Linked DNA regions of Neogale vison: region 2 is linked to region 1. A link is a contact called in public Hi-C data. All regions are on one chromosome and are shown on one strand. Each heading gives the region's core, a stretch centred on a gene start, on an enhancer-like site or on the middle of the called end of the contact. The rest is flanking DNA. Distances are from core to core; before and after follow the strand shown. Region 1 holds the start of MAU2 (MAU2 chromatid cohesion factor homolog). Region 2 holds the start of TMEM161A (transmembrane protein 161A).

Region 1 (4,653 bases), core at 1,391-3,890:
TGGAACGCTTTTGGCCATTTGCTCTTCAGGACTAGAAACAAAACACTTCTAAAAGTAGAAAATATTAACAATTTTTTTGTTGAGTGAGTGTGGGAAAGGAACCAATAAAAGTTGAAAGCAGCCTGATTGGGCGAAAATCAAAAGACTAACAAAGAAGGAAGATTCAAGAAACATACTTGTGTTGCAACACAATGGAAGATTACATACAACTGCAGAAGAAAAACAGCACTGAGAACAGCACTTTAACTGAAATCTGGACAAATTCCTAGCTGCGGATGCAACTGACAGAAAGGAAGGGATTTCCAAGTATAACATTAGTGTGAGCACAGAGGGGACCTTGTGGCTCTGTGGGAAACCCCACAAGATTCAAGGTTCGGTAAAATCAAGGGAAGACATTTCACAAACATAAGAGATTAAATTATGGGGTCCAAAAGCCCAGTGGCTACAAAGAAGCAATCTGAGGCATGGCTGCTTCCGAACTCTACAGCACTGGGTGGGCAAAATGGGACAATATACACAGCAAATAGGAACCACTGCTAGAAAAAGACTGAATGACCCTCAAGACGAGGGAGGGGAGGAAAGGATATATTGTGAAGCCAGAGAAGGGAGAGATTCAGAACCACTCTTCACTGAAAGCACAGGGCTACCAGGCCAGAGCAGTCAGCCTCCAGCATGCCCACACCCAGCAGAGTCTGGAGCTTCATCTGATCTCTCCCTCATCACTGCCTAGGAGAGACTGTACACCAACTGGTCACAGCTCAGGCATTCCTTGGGATCGACCTGACACCTTGCGTCATTTTCCAGGTTTGCTTTCTCCATCCCATTCAGGCCTGCTCAAGTGTCACTCTTACAAATAGATTTCACTACCTTTGCCAAAAAAAAGCACCATCTTTTCACCCTGGACCATATTTTCCATGATTCTTCTATCATGGCCTTCCCTTTTACTACATATTTAGTATTTGTCTCTTTCACATGAAAACCTAAGCTCACATTAACAGGGACTATTTTAGTCATCACTGATCTACAGCACCTAGAATAGAGCTTAGCACCTGGTATGAGCTGAATAAATATCTGCTGAATGAATAAAAGGGATTAAAAAATTCATAAAAACAATAATGACTTATTGTCTAGGCATTGAAGCTGGAGATCCTGAGCCTAGGTTTGAGCCACTTTTGTTAATAACTTGATGTGTAGCTTTAGGCAAATCACTTCATCTCTCAGGACCCCTACTGCCTCACTCCTAAAACAAGGAAGGTGATCAAGCAAGGACTAAAGACCCCTTCCAACTCTACATTCTGCAAAACAAACATTTGATATCCTCCCAAAGGCAACTCACTATTGGCCACGGTGGGCTGGGATTTACCTCAGATCAATACATTTCAAAAACTTAAGTTGATTCTTTTTAAGAAATCAGTTAAGTCAAATAAAGCTGGATAAATGGCAAATGGGGGCCTGGTCTGATGGGAGCACAATGTTGCTGTGACAAGAAACAACACCAAGGGCAGAAGGGTCACAATGATAGCCACTTTCCCACATCCTTTTAAGCACCAAGATCCCACAAGTCAAGTTGGGGGAGATGGGGTCTCTCTTCTGAAGGGGAGAGAGGAATGAATGATTGGAGGAGGAGAAGTCACCAGGGATACAGAGACAGCAGGGGCTTGGAGATCACCCCCCATTCCACCCCACCGAACCAAGTGGTCCTGGAACCTAGGCCCCCGTCAGTCCTGCCTTAGAGAATTTTAACCTCTTCTCTCTAAGCCTCAGTCTGACACCTGTGACACCCTGCATCAGTGATTGGGGCACAATACCCTCCAGACACTTAACAGACTTCCAGGTCCAGGGAGAGAAGCCCTTCTTAGATTTCCTGAGAGCCCAAACTTCAGATTCTCAAGGGATGCTTGTACTGTCACCATGACCCTCTCCTATCCTGAGTCACGTCAGGAGGGAGCGTTCAGGCTGAAGCTCCAGGGGCTGAGCCCTGAGGAGCTGGAAGCTGCAGATCCCACTGGCCGATCTGGTGGCCTTCCCTAAGGCGCCAACAGATGATATGCTCCTGAAATCCTGAAGAATCTGGGGACCTTGTTGCTCCTGATAAGAGACAACTCTCGAGTACCCTGAGCGGGGTCCTGGGACCCTGCCTGTCACCAAAGACATTAAGTAAGGTACAGAGAGAGGCCCTTGGGGTCTCTGAGAGGCTGGCGGTTTCGGGGTCCTGCTGCCTATGCCGAAGTCGCGCCCCAGGTCCCCGAAGAGAGGCCAGGCGGCCCCTGCCCGCTGGGGTCGCAGTGCGTCAGGCCAGGCCCCGAAAAGAGCCCGCGCCTCCTCCCTCGCGGCCGGGTCTGCGCTCACCGCCTTCTCCAGGTGGCTGCGCGCCTGCTCGCTGTTCTTGGTGTGGTGGTAGAGCACGGAACCGAGCTGCAAGTGCGTGCGGGCCTCGATGCGCTGCGGGGGCTTGAAGGGGAACACGGCCTGCAGGCAGTGCACACACAAGCGGATCTTGGGAGGACTGGAAGTTCGGAAGTGCTCGGCGAAGCCCAGAAGCGCCAGGTACCACGACTCGGCCGCCTCCGCCTGCGCTGCCTGGGCCGCCGCCGCCTGGGCCGCCGCCGCCGCTTGAGCCGCCATTTTGGCCTCCACAACAACAAGCCGCCGCCACAGGGAGGCGGAAGCAGGCGCGCGGGGCGGGGCCGGGGAAACCCTTCTCACGTCTCTCGCGATAGCTGCCTAATAAAGCATTCTGGAACATGTAGTTCGTCTTTGGAGTGGCCGCGGCTCCGGGGAAGTGTGCGAAAAGTCGGTGCCCTGTGGTCCACGGCACTGAGAACAAACATTGCAAATAGGCTGGGGTTTGTTTTTCTTGGGGAAGGACCCCAGGTATCAACTCAGTGGCCGGACGTGCTTGAGGGACACGGACTACATTTCCCATCAGGCCATGCGCACTATAACAAGCCTTTTCAAGTGGAACCGGAGCATTGTGGGATTGTATGAGTCTCAAGATGGACAACCGGGATGTTGCAGGTAACAGCCCCCGCCTCCCTTGAAGCGCCCGCCTGGGTCAGCGGGGCTAAGCGTCGCGGTTTTGTCTTCCCATCGGGTCTGCCCGGACCCACGGGCTCCTCGCCTCAGTCCCTAGGGCGTCCGAAAGCGGAGGCTTCTGCATCTTCCCCGTCTCCCGAGACCCCAGACCCAGTTGCTGCCCTCACCGTCGGGTTTGCTGTGTGCTCCTGGTGTTCCATAAAGGCCGCCCCTGGGTCGGTTCTGCTCTCCCTTTCCCGAATAATCGCCTTCAGGACTGTTCAGAGCTCTGTTCCCCGAAACAGCAGCAACCTTGGGCTGTCCTGCGCCCCTCTGTTCGTAACAACCGTGGTCTGGCCTGTGTCCACTTTGCTAAAAAGCTGCTTTTTGGAACTGCTCTAGCACCGTCTCTACACACTTTCTCGGTCTTTTGAGCCTCCTACTTTACCACGAGTCTTTCCCTTCCCTCTCTACAAGCCCTATCCCCCCCCCCCCACCAAGACTGGGATGCATTCATTCAGCAAATACTGTGCTAGGCACTATGCTAGGCGCTGGGGATGCAGTGGTAATCCAAAAGGGTTCTACTTTCCTGAAGGTTATTTTCTACTGGGCCGTCAGACAATGCACCCAGAGGAAGTATTTACAAAGACACAGGTTATAATGATGTGAGAGAATGGTGGTGGAGGCTGCTGATATTGGGTGGTGAAGGAAGGCCTTTTAGGCAGAAGGCATTTGAGATGAGAAGATGGCAGCTATGGGAAGGCCTGGAGGGCAGAGCTGAAGAGGGGAGTCTTTTCTGACAGAGCCCTGAAAATCAACTTTCAGAATTTGGATTTTAGTCTGAGTCCCATGAGGAACCCTTGAGGTGTCTTCTCCATCTTTACACTTCCCACCTTCATCTGAAGACCCCATCATCCTCCAAGACACCATCCAAGCCTCCTTGTTGGTCTTCTTGCTGCCACCATGCACTCTACAATTAGTATCCAGAATTATCTTTAAAATACTGTTTGTCAGCTTAATACTTCTCTGTTCCTCCATAGAGCCCTTAAAGTAAAACCTAGACTCCTCCATCTTGCACCCCCCACTTCCATTCCTTAAACAGTCTGCTCTGGCCACAGAGGGCCCTTGCTGGTCCTTGCATATACCAGGCTTCTTTTTGCCTTAGGTTTTTTTGTGTGTGTTTTTTTAAGATTTTTAAAATTTATTTGACAGAGAGAGACACAGAGAGAGATGTAACAGAAGCAGGGGGAGTGGGAGAGGGAGAAGCAGGCTTCCTGCTGAGTGGGGAGCCTGATGCGGAGTTCGATTCCAGGACCCTGGGATCATGACCTGAGCTGAAGGCCGCCGCTTGACTATTGGGCCACCTAGCACCTCATGCTTTAGGTTTTTGCAACTGCTTATTCTGCCCAGATAGCTCCCCAGGTGGCTTTTCAGGAGGCTGGCCCTTTATCTTTCTGGTTTCAACTTAAATGTCTTCTCTTCTATCAGTTATTTTCTGGCTGCCCTAGCTGTATAGGTGCTCATCTATCATTCTTCTAATCCCTTTTTTTGGTTTCTAGCAAAGAGCTCTTACTACAATTTTACAGCAGCTTTTTGGGTGTAAGTCTATTGCCTTCTTTGCCCAAGGTGAGACCCACA
Region 2 (4,878 bases), core at 1,837-4,336, 130 kb after region 1:
GTGGTTCTGCATGCCCATCTTGGGAGAGTGCACTTTCGCCATCGTCCATTAGGCGGCGCCCAAGAGCGAGCTTTGCTTAAAAGTACTCCCTGCTCAAAAGTTTAAAAAAAAAAAAAAAGTAATTAAAAGATAAAATCCTTCTTGCCTTCCAGGGGCTTCACCACATGTTTTCAGGGTCTGAGCCTGGGGACTCAGAAAGGACTGTGTCACATATTGCCTGCACATGTATAATTATACTGTACAGCTTGGGGTCTCCTGGGTAACAAGAGGTCAGTGAGCAGCAGGCTCCTGGCTTCTGAAAACACCTTTTTCCAGACTCCAGCTCTGTACCTGCTGGCTCTTCCCGAGAAGGGTGGGGAACAGTGAGGGTTGTGTGAAAGTGTCCTCTGCCAGCCTTTCTAAGGACACCATGGTGATGTCAGTTGGAGCCATTGTCACCATCAGAGGGAACCTGAGTCTCCCAGGAGCTCAGTCACTGGCTGAAAGCATCATGGGAATTGTGGCACAAATGCAGTCACGGGAATCGGAAACCTGAGAGATGCATTTTCCAGAGCATCATACACAGAGATGGTGGAATGAGAGTGTGGACTTCAGTGTAGTCAGGGAAGCTGGGAGGTTAATACAGACAGACATAGGTAGTGTCTAGTGAGGGATCAGGGAACATGGAGTACCCAGTGCAGGACAGGGAATGTGTATTCACCCAGTGGAGAACAGAGAACAAGGAGTGTCCAGTGTGGAACAGATAACATGCACGTCCAATGTAGAGTAGAGAGTAAGGAGTGTCCATTTTAGAACAAAGGAGGGACATTGTCTGGCTTAAGTGTTAAGAGGTGTCCTCAAGCTGTTCTGGGAAAAATAGACTGTGGGGGGTGGTGAGGTGAGGTGTGGGGGTGGAAGCCAGAGATCGGGGAGCTGGGGACTGCGGTGGGGATAAGTTGATTGGGTGGAGGTCATGGGGCTGGTGAGACTGGCTACGCTTGGAAGGTGGAACCATCATCAGGAGGGTCTGACAGATCACGTATGGGTGAGAGAGGAGTCAAGGTCAACTCCAGAGCTTGTGGAGGATGGGGAGCTGCTGGAGGGAAGATCAGGACGGCCTGTGTGAATTTCCCGTGGTTCACCACATGGGCGCCTCTGGGACACCTAAACTCGTAAGCCCTGGGTCCAGGAGGAGAGGTCAAGGTGTCATGTAGAGATTCGGGCCTCCCAGAGCCTCAGTGTCTTCGTCAATGAAATGGAGACAATCGTCCTGCCACTTCAACCTACTGGAAGGAGCACAAGTGTCAGCAACCCCTCCCAGCCTGGTATTCGGAGGACCTGCAGCAAATGTCCCTCCTTTCTTTCTTGGTCCCCTTCTCTGACACCCTTCCGAAATCCCAGCTTCCTTGAATCCCTCGTGGATTCATAGATTGGCTCACAGAACCGTGTTGGTCCAGGGAAATCCCAGTGCCCCTCACCAAAGCTATCACCCATCTTCTCTCCATAGGACACTCTCTGAGTTCACAGGACCAAAACTACAGTGAATCCCCTGCAAACAGACATCCACATGTGCTCATAAACAAAGACAAAAACGCCCACAGAGGGGCGCTTGGGTGGCTCAGTGGGTTAAAGCCTCTGCTTTCAGCTCAGGTCATGATCCCAGGGTCCTGGGATTGAGCCCAGCATCAGGCTCTCTGCTCAACGGGGAGCCTGCTTCCCACTCTCCCTCTGCCTACTTGTGATCTCTGCCTGTCAAAAAAAAAAAAATCTAAAAAACCAATAACACCCACAGAGACAAGGCAATCAACTATATAGGCCCCTCTCACAGGCCCCATAAAAATCCTCAGACATCTAGGGTGCCTGGGTGACTCAGTTAAGTGACTGCCTTTGGCTCAGGTCATGATCCTAGGATCCTGGGGTTGAGCCCCCACATTGGGCTCCCTGCTCAGCGGGGAGTCTGCTTGTTTCTCTCCCTCTGCCCCTCCCCCCAGTTCAAGCTCTCTCTCTCACTTGCTCTCCCTCTCTCTCTCAAAAAAAATAAAATAAAATAAAATAAAATAAAGGAGGGGCATCTGGGTGGCTCAATGGGTTAAGCCTCTGCCTTCGACTCAGGTCATGATCTCAGGGTCCTGGGATCAAGCCCTGCATTGGTCTTGCTGCTCAGTGGCGAGCGTGCTTCCCCCTCTCTCTCTGCCTGCTGCTCTACCTACTTGTGATCTCTCTATCTTTGTCAAATAAAATCTTTTAAAAAAAACTTTTAAAAAGTTAAAAAAAGAAAAACAGCTCAGACATCTCATCATACCCACATATATGTCCACACTCAAGTAGACACACTTATCCATAAAAACTTAAGTACCTATGCTAGAAGCCCTTTCCTCCAAGCCTCAAAACACAATATATTGGATTCTAGAGACTGACTTTTTTTTTGTCCTTGATCTAGCCATGCCTGAAGCTCACTATGCTTTTAGAGTTCTTTGTCACAAAATTTTCCCTTTTTTTGCTGGAGCCCATTTGAGTTGGGGTGTGTGTGTGTGTGTGTGCGTGTGTGTGTGTGTGTTCATTCAGAGTCCTGACTTATAGAAATGAATAAGGCTTTGCTAAATGAGAAAGATTGAGAAAGGAGGTATTCTAAGATGAAAGATAGCATTTGCAGATAGCATGGCCAGTGGCAAGCTGTATTCTAGTGTATACAATATGCTGGCGGCCGACTGAAATCAGGCAGAGACTTTACTATGAGACTATGAGCACTTGGGAGTCCAGTCAGTGGGAGCCAGCAAATGCTCTTGATCAGGGGAGTTCACACAGTTCCACACTCAGAACTCTCCAGCGGGAGAGTGAATTTGTCTCAGACCTGCGAGGTGGGTGCAGAGGCTCGGAGACTAAATCTCAAGAGAGGGCAGCCACACAGGGTACCAGAGAGTCCTGACTCCACGGGTGCCTGATCTTGCCCTGGGTCTTCGAACTACAATTTCCAGCATGCAACGCGAGCGACCTCGTGTCCCTCGTGGTTTGCTCCAGCTACAGCCTGACAATTGGTCCTACGGGCTGTTTGTCAGAAAGGTCGGGCTCTGATTGGCTGGATTCCCGAGAGCCGCCCGGAGCTTCAGGTCAGCGGACCGCGCTCCCGCCGGCGACATGGTGAGCCGGCAGCCAGCGGCATGGTGTGGGTGGGTGGGGGGCTTGACTGAGGGGCAGGAGATCCAGCTGAGGGGGTCCAGGGAAACACCGAGGGGACTGGGATCCCTTTGTGGGGATTGGGAACTCTGAGGGACTCTGGGTCGCGCTGAGGGCCATGTGCCCCTCTCTGGGTTCAGTCTCCCTGCAGGACCTATGTGGGGGTTGGGGATTCTGCCTAAAGAATTGGAGGCTTCCAAGCGTTCGGGAATTTTGCAAGATCTCTGAGGGCCCTCTAGGGGCCTGAGGTCCTGCCGAGGGATCACAACCCCGCGAAGGGGACTGGGGAACGCACAGATCCTCGCTGGGGAATTTGGGGGTCCCGTTGGAGCCCAGGCTGGCGACATGGGTCCTGCGGAAGCATGAGGGCAGCTGCGTGGATTTAGGTGTGTGGAAGGGCCAGGGAGAGCCCTGAGAGGAGAAGCCAAGCCAAGGGGATCTGGGTGGCTTTGGGGCGGGCGAGGGTCCCAGAATCGGAGACAGCACAGTCGGAAGCTTCAGGTCTCACGCAGTCCTGGGTCCAACCTATTGAGTTTATTCTTCAGACTTAGCCTGGCCACTGTGGGTGGGTCGGGCTGATGCGGGGCGAGAGCGGGAACTCCCAAACCCTAAATGTTCGACCTGGGCAGAGGAGGGGCCCCTGAGGACGACCGGACCCTGCGTGGAGGATTCCCCAAGGAGGGGCGTTGGAAGTGCGCTTGAACCTGAAAAGTGGACATGGTTCCAGGCCTGGGTGCGGGAAGGAATGGGAGATAATCGGAAGGGTTCTCGAGAACAGGATGGAGGAAAGCCTTATTGGTGTTAGCAGGTAGCAGGAGTCTCCTATTCTCAGATTGTAGGTCCAGGGAAAGACTGAGCAGGAAAGGGACGTGAGCTGATGGGAGGCTCCAGGTATCTTTGGAAATCTGCAGAGGCGGGACAAGACCTGAGGCTGCTGGGGGGCGGGGCTTGAAATATATCCCTGGACAGACCTCAGGAGCTTCAGGTGAAGGGAAGCTTGTCTTCCTTCCCTTCTTCCCTTCCTCCCTGCTTCTCCTAAGTCTTCTCTCCCTCCTGCCTGTCCCAGGTGCTGGGACGGAAGCTTGAACAATGGTCTCCTCCCTGGGAGGTGTCAGAGCGTGATAGGTATCTGCAGTGGAGAGGCCAGGGGTCTGGGAGGGCCTCTGAGACCCCAGTGAATTGACGCAGAGAGGGCTACGGAGAAAGCCGGCCAGTGAGAGGCAGGGTGTCTTGAGTTGGGCCCGCCAAGAGTTGCAGGCTGCAAAAAGGATTTGGATGTTGACTGACCTCACCACTCGCCGGAAAGGGCCGAGTGCTGTGTCCGCGGGGAGTTAGGGGCGGGTACTGGGGCCTTTAGAGACCTAGATGGTCTGCGCGCTACGCATAGAGGTGCAGGCTAGAGGTGCCGCTGTGTTGGGGTCGTGCAGGGCCGTAGGTGGTTAAAAACCTAGCAGGAGATTGAGTCACAGGGTGGAGGCCACAGAGGGAAGAGGAAAATCATTAGGGGAGCCCCAGGATCTGATGTCTGCAGAGTCGGGGATGGGAGGCTGGGGGTGGCACGGGAAAGGACTGGAGAGGATCGTAGGCGGAGCCGCGGCCCTCCGAGAGGCCCGCTTCACTGATCTTGGGGCTCCCTGACTGTGCTTGTCCCCACGGTCTTTAGTGACCCCTAGCCAGCCAGCACTTGGGAGTTAGGGAGAGTGGGCAGTGAGATTTAATGACCAG

What was found. A called contact is a pair of places that touch in the nucleus more often than the background predicts.
Region 2: a Hi-C map of muscle shows a contact between it and region 1, with 4 times the contacts expected there. The contact joins the promoter of TMEM161A here to the promoter of MAU2 in region 1. A contact is called at or near these places in 2 of 3 Hi-C or Micro-C datasets (fibroblasts and muscle).

What each region holds. Positions count from the first base shown.
Region 1 is chr6:209,711,923-209,716,575 of ASM_NN_V1, forward strand. It overlaps MAU2 (MAU2 chromatid cohesion factor homolog), which reads right to left and starts at 2,641. Exons shown (of 19, transcript XM_044253786.1): 1 at 2,350-2,641. The coding sequence starts at 2,625. SUGP1 (SURP and G-patch domain-containing protein 1) reads left to right here and starts at 2,971. Exons shown (of 14, transcript XM_044253787.1): 1 at 2,971-3,018. The coding sequence starts at 2,985.
Region 2 is chr6:209,841,981-209,846,858 of ASM_NN_V1, forward strand. It overlaps TMEM161A (transmembrane protein 161A), which reads left to right and starts at 3,087. Exons shown (of 11, transcript XM_044253801.1): 1 at 3,087-3,117. The coding sequence starts at 3,115.